3 separate regions of the Gossypium hirsutum genome follow, and all the other regions are linked to region 1. Evidence: chromatin contacts called from public Hi-C data. All regions are on one chromosome and are shown on one strand. Each heading gives the region's core, a stretch centred on a gene start, on an enhancer-like site or on the middle of the called end of the contact. The rest is flanking DNA. Distances are from core to core; before and after follow the strand shown.

The links. Hi-C and Micro-C count contacts between places; a contact is called where the count stands out from the background.
Region 2: a Hi-C map of leaf shows a contact between it and region 1, with 1.5 times the contacts expected there. The contact joins the promoter of LOC107949012 here to the promoter of LOC107952199 in region 1. A contact is called at or near these places in 6 of 34 Hi-C or Micro-C datasets (anther, callus, fibers and 1 more).
Region 3: a Hi-C map of leaf shows a contact between it and region 1, with 3 times the contacts expected there. The contact joins the promoter of LOC107952169 here to the promoter of LOC107952199 in region 1. A contact is called at or near these places in 11 of 34 Hi-C or Micro-C datasets (hypocotyl, leaf and petal).

Annotation. Positions count from the first base shown.
Region 1 is chrA08:14,013,335-14,017,960 of Gossypium_hirsutum_v2.1, forward strand. LOC107952199 (pentatricopeptide repeat-containing protein At2g30780) reads left to right here and starts at 2,832. Exons shown (of 3, transcript XR_001698805.2): 1 at 2,832-3,678; 2 at 3,835-4,626.
Region 2 is chrA08:14,215,076-14,219,701 of Gossypium_hirsutum_v2.1, forward strand. It overlaps LOC107949012 (short-chain dehydrogenase reductase 3c), which reads left to right and starts at 2,092. Exons shown (of 3, transcript XM_016883709.2): 1 at 2,092-2,436; 2 at 2,615-2,695; 3 at 3,840-4,626. The coding sequence starts at 2,117.
Region 3 is chrA08:13,806,104-13,810,729 of Gossypium_hirsutum_v2.1, forward strand. It overlaps LOC107952169 (LEC14B homolog), which reads right to left and starts at 2,126. Exons shown (of 11, transcript XM_016887468.2): 1 at 1,972-2,126; 2 at 1,180-1,287; 3 at 873-1,084; 4 at 645-764. The coding sequence starts at 1,210.

The sequences.
Region 1 (4,626 bases), core at 1,582-4,081:
GGCCGACACCATGTCCCAGACATGGTCTTACACTAGCTATCACATATCCGTACCGATGCCATGTCCCAGACATGGTCTTACACTGACACATCTCGTAGCCGATGCATGTCCCAGACATGTCTTACACTGGCTTACATCTCGAGGCCGATACATGTCCCAGACATGTCTTACACTAGTTCTCGTCTCAATGCCAATGCCATGTCCTAGACATGGTCTTACACTAGCTCTCATAATGTGGCCGATGCATGTCCCAGACATGTCTTACACTAGCACACAAATAACCCAAATGTCATGGCATGAGTATCCGATTTATTTCTTAAAGTTCAAGCGGGAATTCTACTATCTTAATATTCATCCTACATAATCATTTCCACAAACAAGCAATTTAAGCTATATCAATTCAAACACATATAATAAAAATGTAGTTGTATTATTTACATACAACTTACCTCGAATTACAAAATGCAGGCGACTAATCGGTTTTAGTCTACTTGCTAGGCCTTCCCCCGGTCTAGGTTCGAATTTTGTAGTTCTTGATCTAAAAGGATAAAAATTCACAAGTTTAGACATTTTATCGGTCTAGGTACTTAACAAATTCATAATTGGGCAAGTTGACCATTTTGCCCCTAGACTTTTGCAAAATGATCATTTTAACCCTAGCCCCGAAAATCGATTTTTATCGAATTTCTTAATATCTTAAGCCTAGCCGAACCCTTTTTACTCTTACAGCAACCCAAAATTTTTATTATCTCTCACATTTATCATCTAATTTTCAACTTATGCAAAATGGTCCTAGTTAGGGTTTTCATGGAACCTACTTCACAAAAGTTGTTTATTACACAACCATAACTCATATTCTTCCATAAAATTTCAATTAACAACACATATGCTTTCATGTAAAAACCCTAGACTCTCAACCATTTTTCAAAATAGTCCCCTCATTTGAAAGTAGGGTCGTAGCCACGGGGGCTGGCATGGGCCCCGACCCCCCTAAAATGTAAAATTACATTTTAGGCCCTTAAATTTTTTTAAAAATTTTAAATTAATAAAGGTAAAATTTCACTTTGGCCCCCCTAAAATTATAAAAATTCGATTTAATCTTTTACAAATTATAAAGATATAAACTATAAAAAATTAAAATTTCAGCCGGCCCCTCCTAAAAAAGTTTTCTGGCTTCGCCCCTATTTGAAAGCTCATGTTACAAGGGTTCTAAAAGTAAAACAATCATCAAGAAAAACCATCAAGATCACTTACTTGAGAGAGTTACAAGTTGCTGAAATTTTCAAACTTTCAAACCCAAGCTAAATTTTCGGTGGAGAAGAAATGTTGAAAAGGGATGATATCTTCTTTTATTTTATTTCTATTTTAGTCAAATAAGCTACCAAAACCCACCTAATTTGACTTTTTGACCATTCTTGTCCCTATGGCCAGCCAAGCACTCTTTTTAGGGTTTATTTACCCTTTAAAGACCCCCAATTTTGGTTCTCTAGCTATTTGACACCCTTAGCTATCAAAATAGGACTTTTGCACTTTATGTGATTTAGTTCTTTTTCGCGATTAAGTTCTCAAACGCTAAAATTAATTCACCAAATTTTTCATGCACCTTTATAATCATGCCATCACACATAAAATAATATTAAAATAATTTCTATGACTTTGGAATAATGGTTCCGTAACCACTGTTCCAACTAGCCCCAAAATCGGGCTGTTACAGGATGTCTGTCACATGATAGATTTTGTGTTTCATTTGACTTGATAGGATAAAAAAATTGAGCCCATGTGATGTTTGGTGACCAACAACTTCATGTTCCCAATGAAGAGTAGGCCCCTCGTTGCTAAGATGGTCACTCTAGAAGGGTGAGTACTTAGTGGTCTCTCAGCTTTCTGGTGGCAGACTTACTGCTCAGGTGCCTTTTTTGCTAGCCACGTGTCTTTGATACGAATGGGGTATAACAATTGATGTAAGGCATAAAGATAAGTTTAGCCCTTAGCGTTTACTCTTTTTTTTTTCCATTTTGGCATTTTTTTGTCATTTTGGCTCTCAACCTTTAAATTTTAGTTAAATTACTTGCTTTTAGGCAGAAAATCTGACTAAACTGTTAAAATTTTAATGATATTGATGTGGCAGCTCATGTGGCATTTTACGTATACTTCACTGCTACTAAAGATAATTTTTTATAAACCGTTTAGTCAATTTTCCATCCAAAAGCAAACAATTTGACTAAAATTTAAAAATTAAAAGGCCAGAATTACCCCCTAAAAAAGAATAAGGGCTAAAATGACAAAATGAATAAAAAAGAGACTAAACTTTGCCATAAAGTAATAGCCATGTAATATATAATAAATTATGAGACATTCACAATATGAGTAAAAATAAAGTTATGTAATAAATATATTTGTAACATTAAAATAAAAAATCTCTTTCAAAATAATATAATTTATTTTGAAAAGTAAGGTATTTTTATTTGAAAAAAATGTTATATAACAGTAAGGCAAAACTCAAAAGAATTCACAAATAAATTTCAGCCACAAATTTTAATATTTCTTAATTTTATCTTTTTAAATATTTTTTTAAGATTTAATATCAAATTTTTAATATTTATTGTTTAGAATTCAATCATATTTAAGGTTTAGATTTTTTTTTACTTCTTTGTTTCTTTAATTTTTTTTGTTTTTATATATTTAGAGTTTTATAATTTTATAAAAATATTTAATTAATATTCAAATTTATATTAAATATAAGTAAAAAATAAATTATAAATATAAAATTCTACTATTAAATCGAAAAGAAATAAGGGCTTATATTTGGCAGTGAAATTGATTGAATTTTAGGGACTGTTAAAAGGAAGTCTTGCCCTTTTTATTTTTATTTCAATTAAGTTGATAGTGGGTTAGTTCGAGTGCAACTCAACTATGGGTTAAAGTATAGATATACGGTACGGGTGGCGGCTGGGTTTGTTTCAGAAGCATCGTCTCCCGACCCGGTCCGGCTTATCCAAGCTATAGCAACGTTAAGGGTAAATGTAAGATTGGAGACAATTTGTCGTCCCGCTTTTTAAATCAGCCACCAAATCTGAATCGTTACCTCCCCACCTATTTGGCTATTTCCAATCTCAGGAATCGTCTTCTTCGCTAAAACCCTCCTTAAGCCCTAACTTCTTTTTTTTTGCCGAAATACCCCATGTCTCCCTTGGGATCCCAATGAAGCGCGTTCTAAAAATCTCAGACGCTGCAGCAGCCCAATCGGAGAAGCTGCTATTGAATCTCCACAGGCACCCTTCGAAACCCAAATCTTTAATCTCACTTTCGTGTGCTACTCCAAGATCCTCCCTTTTCAGATTTTATGGAGACACTGTTGCCCCTGCCACGCATGCTCCCCTGCCCAATAAAGTCCCCGTTAATGTTATCAGCTTGTTCATTGAAAAGCTTTCTCTGGCAGACTCCCAACGCCGCCCCAAACAGGAATTGATGCAGAAAGTGCTTCAGCTCAGAATGGAATTGGTTAACGGTGTTTATTCTTCAGGGGAAGTGGTCCAGATTTTGGAGGGGAGAGGTGATTGGTTACTTGGGTGTTATGAATATCAGGGTGGTGTGCCTGCGCGTACCAAAGAAACCGATGACCGTGCTTTTTCAGAGTTATTGAAAAATCTGTGTTCTTGGCCTAATTTGGCATTGGAGGTATGTTTTTCTAATTTTCTTCTTTTTTGTTTGGATTTAGGATGAAATATTTTCTGGGTTTTTGTTTTTGTTGTGAGGGGGGGGGGGGGTTTGAAGCTCCATGGTAGACATTGGTATATGTTGGATATATGTTTTCATAGTAGACTGTTCCTTCAGGTATTTAATTGGAGGAGAAGAAAGATAGAACAAGGTTATCCCATGACGTCGGAAGAATATGCTAGTAGCATCACTATTGCTGGTAGGATTGAGAATGTAGATCTTGCTGTTGAGCTCTTTTCCGAGGCTGATAGTAAGCGGCTCAAGACAACTTCTACCTACAATGCGTTAATGAGTGCCTATATGTTCAATGGTCTCATTGACAAATGCCAATTAGTGTTTCGGAATCTAAAAAAAGAACCGTATTGTAGCCCCTCAATTGTAACTTATAACATTCTTATATCAGTCTTTGGTCGTTTGATGCTGATTGATCACATGGAGGCAGCATTTCAGGAGATTCAACATTTAAATCTCTCCCCTAATGTAAGTACCTATAACAATTTAATTGCTGCATATGTGACTGCTTGGATGTGGGATCGGATGGAAAGAACTTTCCATTTGATGAAGGCTGGACCAGTTAAGCCTGATATTGATACTCACTTGCTTATGCTTCGAGGATATGCACACTCAGGGAAATTGGATCAAATGGAAGAGACATACCAAATGTTAAAGCATCAGGTGGATGTCAAAACCCCATTGATCAGAGCCATGATATGTGCATATTGCAAGAGTTCAGTCAAGGATAGGACTAAAAAGGTTGAGGAACTGTTAAGGCTAATTCCAGAAGATGAATACAGGCCTTGGTTACATGTGTTGTTGATTAGACTTTATGCTCAGGAGAATAATTTAGAGAATATGGAGAAGTTTATTGACGAGGCTTTTGAGCTCAAGGCCTCTGTATTTACTGTTCCT
Region 2 (4,626 bases), core at 842-3,341, 200 kb after region 1:
TCGAGTCAGGCGAATGAATCAGGTATAGAGTGTTACAAAAAGTTTGGTAAAAATGCACCAAAAGTGCAATTGTTTTGGTTGGCATGAAATAGGTACCAAAATGTAGATTTTGAAAATTTTGCTCTAAGGTATCAATACCTATCGATACTTTAGCAATTTTTCTTAAATTTATTAAACATTGAACCAACCTTAAAATGGTATCGATATAAAGGGTAGGGTATCGATACCTTAAATAAAATACTGATGCTTTATAACTAGTATCGATACATTTGGTTTTAATTTTATTTTTCTAAACACCGAAGTTCAAATTCACATGAAGACCAGGTAAGGGTATCGATACTTGATATGAAATTTTGAAAACTTTGCAATTTGGTCTTATTTCATACTTGGGCCAAGAGAAGAGCTTTCGTAAGCTCGATTAACGCTCGAATTTAATTGTGTATCATAATATCTAGTTGTTTATGACATAATTGAATGTTTGAATGATTTATTTATGACATACTTGATTTGAAAATTTAAAATTGTTGCAAAAAAGTCCTTACTCGATCTTGGGTTGACATTAAAGCATTCATATGCTCATATAACACCTAAGAAAGAATGTTCATGATATTCAATGTTTTATTGTTTTTCATTGCATGAATGATGATATGAAATGATGATTTTACTGTGAATTTGTCAGTAGTTGCTCCGACAAAAATTGTAGCACCCTGTAGTTTAAACTTGACAATCGGGTCGGGCGAGGGGTGTTACAGTGTTGATGCGGTCGAGTGAAGGGTGTTACAGTGTTGATGCTCCAAACAAACCAAATAGCATATAAGTACAAATCCTTAAGACACACTAGAGAGCACATACATGTTAAGCTCGAAGGTAACAAAGAATGCACACGAGTGCATAATTGAAGACAACAAATATTGCACATAATATGTGTAAGACTCGAAAGAAACAAAACTCTATATCACAAGAGAACTCCACATCTAATCCCTATTGGCATGTCAATCATATCTTAACTATTTCACTAAGTTTATTAGGGCACAATAATAACCATAGATAACTTATTAACTGAGACCAATAACTTTCTTATAATTTAGGTATAGGTATACTCAGAGTTTAGAGATCCACTTAATTCAAAATATTATTTAATATTCATATGGAGACAGATTCATAGTTTCACAGTTCAGAGTTTTGATAGATAACTCATTGTCTAATTGCACAGATCAACACATTAACCATCACGTCTAATGGACTATGTTAAAACCAATTATCAAACATCTCATCAAATAATATTTTTATTATAAAATTCTCGAGTAAAAACCAAAATGCCTTTATATAGCAAAATTATCATTTTACCCTTTTTGCCTCAAATCACATTTTTTTCACAAGTAGGCACTTAATCACTCAAATTCCATAATTCACCTTTAGTGATTAGTAAGAATCCTTGGGTAGTTAAATCCTTCTCTCGATAATAATGAGAAAATTTATAATTTAGCCCATGTACTTTTAAATCTTTTCAATTTGGTCTCAAAAGTGATTTTCATCACACCAATACATATCCCAACTTATTCTTGTGCCAACTTTTTAAAATTACAATTTAATATTTTTTCTGAATTTGCATATTCACAATTCTTTCTATTGATTTCCATCTCCAACATCAATTTTCCTTTCATGAAATTCTTTGATCTGAATCATTTTCTAATATTTTTGGTATTTCATTGCATTCCATCCTAGGATAGTACCAAATGAAATATCAAAAATTTGAGGTGTTAAGGGATAATATGTTATGTGTAAAAAAATTAAGCTTCCATGTTCGCTGAAAGCATGAAACCTTATAATATATATAATTTATAAATATCTAATAATAAATATTTTATAATATAAAATATGAATATTTTAATAATATAAATTAATCTACTTAATTTACCACCATCTACTCTTATAAATTTACTTCAAAAGTTTAATTAAATATTGCTTATTGTTACGTCTATATAAATATTATAAAAATAAATTTTAATTGTAAAAAAATTTATAATGTTTTATAACAAATATAATTTCTACGTTATTAATATTATTGACTTCGTTGATTCCTTTGCCGCCCCTCTTTTCTATTCTCTGTCATCTTATGAAACTAATTTCGATGACAATAATGCCCTTCTCGTTTGACAGTATCCTAACTTGTCATACCCTTGTATCATATGGTTCAATTAAATGGATTGGTTCAATCAATGGGGCATATTTGGGAAACTCAAAAATATGTATGCCTCTCTCTCTCTCTCTCTCTCTCTCTCTCTCTCTCTCTCTCTCTCTCTCGTCAAATGGTCCTCACTTGGCTTCTCAAAAATATAGCTCACCACCGCCCACCTTCACCCCCCCCTTCTCTCTCTCCATCCTTAAAGAACACAATATTTCCCTCATAGAGAGCATGTTGAGGATTGGATTCAGGTTTGTGACTTTCTTCACATTTTTGGGTCTTTGTTCCTTTTTTGCTATTCCAACTTATTTTTCAGTTACAGATTCATACAAAAAGAACTCAAATCATTTCACAATATTTTCTGGGATTCTTTTCTTCTTTCATTATTTTCTGGAAGTGCAGCTTACTGTATTTAGTTTGCTACTACAGAAACATCATTAATGGCTTCATATGTAGAGCCTCACTTCCTCAGTGCTTTTATAACAGGGAATTATCGACACAAACTGGAAGGTATAGCAATGTTCTTCATCCTTCTTTTTATTATTTTCACAGTGCTTTAAATTAAAGTGTATAATATTTGACCTTTATTTCACTTTTAATTTTGGTGATTTGTTTTAAGTTGTTAGATAAAAAGGAGGTTAACGCCATTAAAAGCCTACAGAGGTAATGAAAAAGGCTAAAATCCCTAGACCCCATGGCCTTTGCATCTAGATTCGACTTTACTTTTTTAATTCCTTTATAATTATTAATAAAAAGCTTTTTTAAACCATCATTGATGTTATTGATCCGATAATAAACAAAAAGTCTGGTCGGTGTCACTGTACTCTGAAAAGATCTTCCATGAAATATTAAAAAAATGTTCTTTTTCTCTTTTGTTCTACTGATCCCTTGGCTTTTACTGGAAATTCCATTTTACTTTTTAGAACAATTTGTTTCTAATTCAACAATGCATGTGATAGCTTTGGAAGATACCCCATGGAAAAGATCTGAAGCTTTTTTAATAAAAAGAAATTGGTTAATCTTTACTTTATTCTAATTCGACTATTCAAATGGTATTTAGCAAAGCTGTTGTTTGAATATCATAGATGGAATCTCAAATATATTATTTATGTATAATGTCATATCAACTTATTCTACGTATTACTCATTAAAAATTTAACTATTGAATTAATGATGACTATTTGCTTCAAGATTGAAATTTTAAATTTAGAAAAATATAGAGACATGGAATACTCAATTAGAGTAAATTGATAATTAAATTTAATCAAATGAATTTAAATTTAAAAAATAAATAAGTATAAAAACTAGGATCCCTAGCAAAATTTAACCTTTCCTTTTTGCTTTCTTTTTCGCCTTTGCCATTGATGGCGACCACTGGTAAGTTTCAACCAATCCCAACTGGATTCCACTAATCCAACCACTACCTCAGCATATTCGACATTTACACTAGACTAGAATGAGTCATGGAAATATGCTAAAAATCTTAGTTACCCCATTAATATTCTCTACTAAATTTTACATAACATTAAATCTTTTACCAAAAACAGATGCCGGAGAAATGAGAATTTGTATCAAACCAGAAGATAAAAAAGAAAACGTTGAAAGATCAATGCCATTAAAATCTTTGTTTCTATGTATACTTCCATCAAAGCAGGCTGAAAGGCAAAATAGCATTGATCACTGGGGCAGCAAGCGGTATCGGGAAGGCAGCTGCAGCGAAATTCATCAGTAATGGTGCCAAAGTCGTCATTGCTGATATACAACACCAACTAGGGCAAGCAACGGCGAATGAGCTTGGACCCAATGCTACTTTTATACCCTGTGACGTAACGGAAGAATCAGATGTATCCGATGCTGTTGACTTTACCGTCTCCAAACACAAACGACTGGATGTTATGTACAATAATGCTGGGGTACCTTGCTACACGCCTCCGAGCATTGTGGACCTTGACCTTGCCATTTTCGACAGAGTTATGGGCATCAATGTGCGAGGAGTCTTGGCCGGCATCAAACACGCTTCGCGTGTGATGATCCCTAGTAGAACTGGCTCCATTCTGTGCACAGCTAGCGTAACTGGAATGATGGGTGGACTAGCTCAACATACTTACAGTGTGTCCAAGTCTGCTGTCATAGGAATTGTTAAGTCCATGGCAGCTGAGCTATGCCAGTACGGAATCCGTGTCAACTGCATATCACCTTTTGCAGTTCCGACTCCATTTACACTAGATGAGATGAGCCAGATTTATCCACAAATTGATGCCGAGCAGCTCGTCAAAATGATACATAGTTTTGGTGTGCTCGGCAAAGCAACATTGGAACCAGGTGATGTAGCCGATGCCGCAGTCTATCTTGCATCAGATGATGCAAAGTATGTTAGTGGGCATAATTTGGTGGTAGATGGAGGTTTTACATCATTTAAGAGATTGGAACTTCCTAAGAGC
Region 3 (4,626 bases), core at 876-3,375, 210 kb before region 1:
ATTTGTGGTTTCATTCTTCCGCATAAGGTCATATAATTTTTCACTTATAGAATGCAAAAGAAAGGATCAGGAAACCAGAGAATAACGTTTTATCAGGAATTATTTTGTCATGTCATGCAGAGAGTGAGACCACGACAGCCTGTATGATACCATGAATCTTTGTAACAAAACCTAAAGTGATATCAGAATCCTCAAAAATTTAAGCATAGTGCGACATGAAGTGGGATGATTTTAAATCCCCTTACTGCACGAAGGAGGATGATTTTAATCCATTTAATGCTTGAAATGTGTTATCTTATAAAAAAATATCCATTTCATATTTTGCAATGACAGTCTCGCCATGTCAAATATAGTTGCTATAAAAAAAAATTCACGTTGACATGAAGGAAAACACTGAGCACATGTTAAAACTAGACCCAGGGGGAGGGGGTTCATTCCAGTAGTAAATTCCATTCACATCACAAAGTTTGTTTAAATTAAAAACATGATTGGATATCACTGAATCATCTCAGGGGGAGGGGATTCATTCCAGCAGTAAATTCCATTCACATCACAAAGTTTGTTTAAATTAAAAACATGATTGGATATCACTGAATCATCTCATATATGCAAATATTAATTAACCATATCCAGTAAGAACTCACAAGATGGCGCTGATCAGGGGAAAGGGATGTGTCAGTAACAGTCCAACGCAAACTTTTGGCAAGAATGTTCTTCTGAACTTTCCAGCCTCTATCCACATTGTATATTCTAATATCGCTTCCCTGAAACCAAAATTCACAATCAAATCAAATCAAGCCAATTACTAGCTACAGTCCAATGAATTCAATGTCAATCCGATCAATGATCAGATATAAGACAAGCAACACTACCTGAAACCCAGCAACGAATAGAGAACCATCAGCTGAAAATTGAGAAACATAGGCTCGGCTGGTCATCTGGTCCGCAAGCCAAGGACCATTTACCGGCAAATATCGGCTAATCATGTGACAACGATCTGCTGATGAGAATCCTCCTCTTCTTGAATAATTACCTTCTCGACCTGCCAACATTTTCACTGGGGAAACAGGTAATTTTTTCTTTCCTGGCATGAGTTGATGCAATCGTTCATTAGGCACTGATTTAAGGTTTGTAAGCTGGGCAATCTCGTGGTCTACTTTACAGAATGGTTTGTCGGACCTGTTACTGCAACCAGCTTCACTGGTGACATTACCGCCTTCAAACAACTCAGATTCTATCTCCAGCCTACTCATGGCATACCCCATTTCAACAATGGCAACCCACAGGCTGTAACAAACATTTTCAATATAAAAGCACTACAGAAACTTTTACATGTGCATAAACACTCCTACATATATGTACATATCTAGTAAACCTTCATATCAAAGGATATTTTGTTCAGTTCTTAATATTTCAAACCTGAAAAGAAAAAGAAAAAACATATAGAAAAACAAAAAGAGATTTGTAATTGACAAATCATGTTAACTGACCCGGTTGAAATCACATGCATACCAATAAAAAGAGTAGAAAAAGCCCAAAATTAAGACAAGTGTTAATTGACTCTGGTTAGGATCATAACTAAATATAACATCTTTGTGTCCTCTATCACGTTGAATTGAGTGATAAGCATAAGCTAGGAATTAAACCAAACCCAATTCGTTTATTAATAAAAAAAAAACCAATTCTAAATACAAAACAAAAGGCAAACTTTCATCTATACTGACTTAGAATTTGTCACAATTACGAGCACCAATTCAAATTGTCAGGAAAGAACAGAATACATGCAAAACAAAAAGAGCATCCAATGATTCGACCGTCAAACAAAGGAAAACCCAAAATTTCTTGAACATACAAGTAACAACTAAGAAGGCAGCTGCATGGTAAAAGGAATGATTATAAAAAAATAAATAAAAATTAAAAGAAAACTTAAGACAAAGTGGATAAGAGTGAAGTGTGAAGGCTTAGCTTTACCTAATAATTGTGTTACGGAGTGTTGAAGCCTTGGATTTTGCTGAGATTCAGTCAGACTGAGATTAACAGTTAGCCCGTAATGTTTATATTTTATTTGTTTTCTTATTGGGGGAAAATTACATATATTCTGAGTCACGAGTTAGGGTGGTTGATGATTTGAGCGGCCGCAATGTGCACACCTAATCCCTTTACATCTTCACACGTGTTCATTTGTAATGGCCTTTTGTATTGTATTTATTTCTCTTAAAAGTTAAATCTGCATCTCGTATGTGGCTAAACAAGGCCTATACGCCAATTTTATTTTTTAATCGCGGATTTTAACTTTAATTAGAGAAATATGTTGTTTCTAAGAAAGAGTTTAAAAGCGTGTTTAGTTTAGCGTATTTTTACATAATTTATAAGAATGTACGTTTAGCTGAACGCGCTTTTCTTTAAAGGGTATATTCTTCATTACTTTTGGGATGAATTTTTTTAAAAAAAATACTTTTCTCTTAAAAACAATGAAGAACACATATTATTGGGGCAACTTTTTTAACTTTTGGGATGAGCTTTTTTAGAGATGAAAAAGCAGTAAATTTTAACTTTTTCAGCCAAAAAGTACTTTTGGCTGTTATTTTACCTTTTTAACTTTACTTTTTGACTTAAAATGTGTTTGATGTTATTATTTTGTGTTTTCTTTCTTGGTTATTTAATATGATTTTTACAAATGTGTTAAAAGCATTAATTAAAAATAAAAAATATTTTTTAAAATAATATAATTGTGTTAATATCTAATTACAAATATTTAATTATTATATTTAAATATAGTTTATATATTCTAATTAAATTTAATAAATAATTAATATTAATTACTTAGAAATATTTAAAATTAATATTATATATTAAAATATTAACAATAAGTTATAATAAATTATTTTTTTATATTTTTACTAAAATATCATAATATTAACTAATTTGAACATTATTTAAATACATATTTGTTACTTTATAATATCATGTCTAAAATGGACATTTTACTTTTCAAAAGCACTTTTTGACAGCAATATCAAACACTTAAATTTTTCTAAAACACTTCTCAAAAGTACTTCTCAAAAGCACTTTTCCACAGCACTTTTCAAAAGTACTTTTCAAAAGCAATGAAGAACTGGCCCTAAGTAGCAATTTTTAACTTTTTTATTATTAGTATCTTTGATTAGATGTTTAAATGTTAGATGGTTTTGTTCTTAGGTCTCAAGTTCTATTCCTCTCCCATTTATATTTATATTTTTTATTTCATGTTAGCTTCTTCGGTTGAATGGTTAAATAATAATGCTTTCATCATTGAGACTCAAGTTCAATTCTCATTTTCTAAACACATTTTTAATTTTTATTTCATATCGTTTCAAGTTTTTTATTTTATTTTAATTTATCTTTTTAATTAATAACTCTTTTATTCATAAAATCAAATAATTATTACAAATATAATTATTTTTAGTAAATATTGTTAGATTTGTAAAATAAATCTAAAATAAAACTGAATAAACTAGGATTTATCATGTCAAATCATCAAGAATAAATCAAGAATAAAACTATATGCGAAAACATATTTGAATCCATGAATTCCTTAAAGTTTTACTGGATCTTGAGGATTTGATCTTTCAAATTAGCACACAAGAAATTTAGAGAATATCTGCTCTATCTTTCTTAATAATGAGATATTAGAAAAGATATCTTATTGTGTAATTTGGAGACCATAACCCTAATATTTATAACCTTGGCATATTAGTTCTAGTTCCTAATTAGCCCATCATTAATTAAAATTTGATTAGAATTCAATTATTAGAGTATCTACACATATTTAACACATACTTTATTTAATAATTAAAGCCCAATAAAATTCTAACCAAATTAGATCACTTTTAATTTGAGCTAACTTATCATGATAGTAAATAATAACATGTAATTACCTTTATTATATATGTGATGCCCATATTTTCCAACGATCTCCCACTTGGACCACATATATATACTAATTACACTATAATTACATGTCATTATACAACCTTATGAGTTCAAAATTTTACTATCATATCCAAAAGGCATTCCGAACAATCTTGTCCATTAATTATGTTAACATAGAACCAATGCGACTTTCGTTACATATATCGTAACTAAATCCATCTATGATCACGTATATTAACACAATCAAATGACATAGATCAAGTATGGATGTGTAGCATGGAAATTACATGCAATATGATTTAAACATGTCTATTTCTAACTGGTCCTCTTGTAACACCCCACACCCGTACCTTACGTCGGGACGGAATACGAGGCGTTACTTAAACTTGAACACATACATTCTCACGTTTCCGAGTCACCAAGAAATGGTCAAATTTAAAACTTTTCCAAACTTTACCAAAAACTCCTTAATGTGGGTTTACGAGGCCCAAATAATTCATTTAAAACCATTCGGGACCAATTCGGGTCATTTAAAGAACTCTAAAAAATAACACATGACATAGGGGCACACGCTCGTGTGAGAAAGGCAACACGCCCGTATGACCTTTTCAACATGGTCGTGTTGATGGCCCGTATGGTTCATACGGCCAAAGCACTTAGGGACACGCCCGTGTCCTTCACCCGTGTGGAATTAATTTCCACTTCGAACCTATA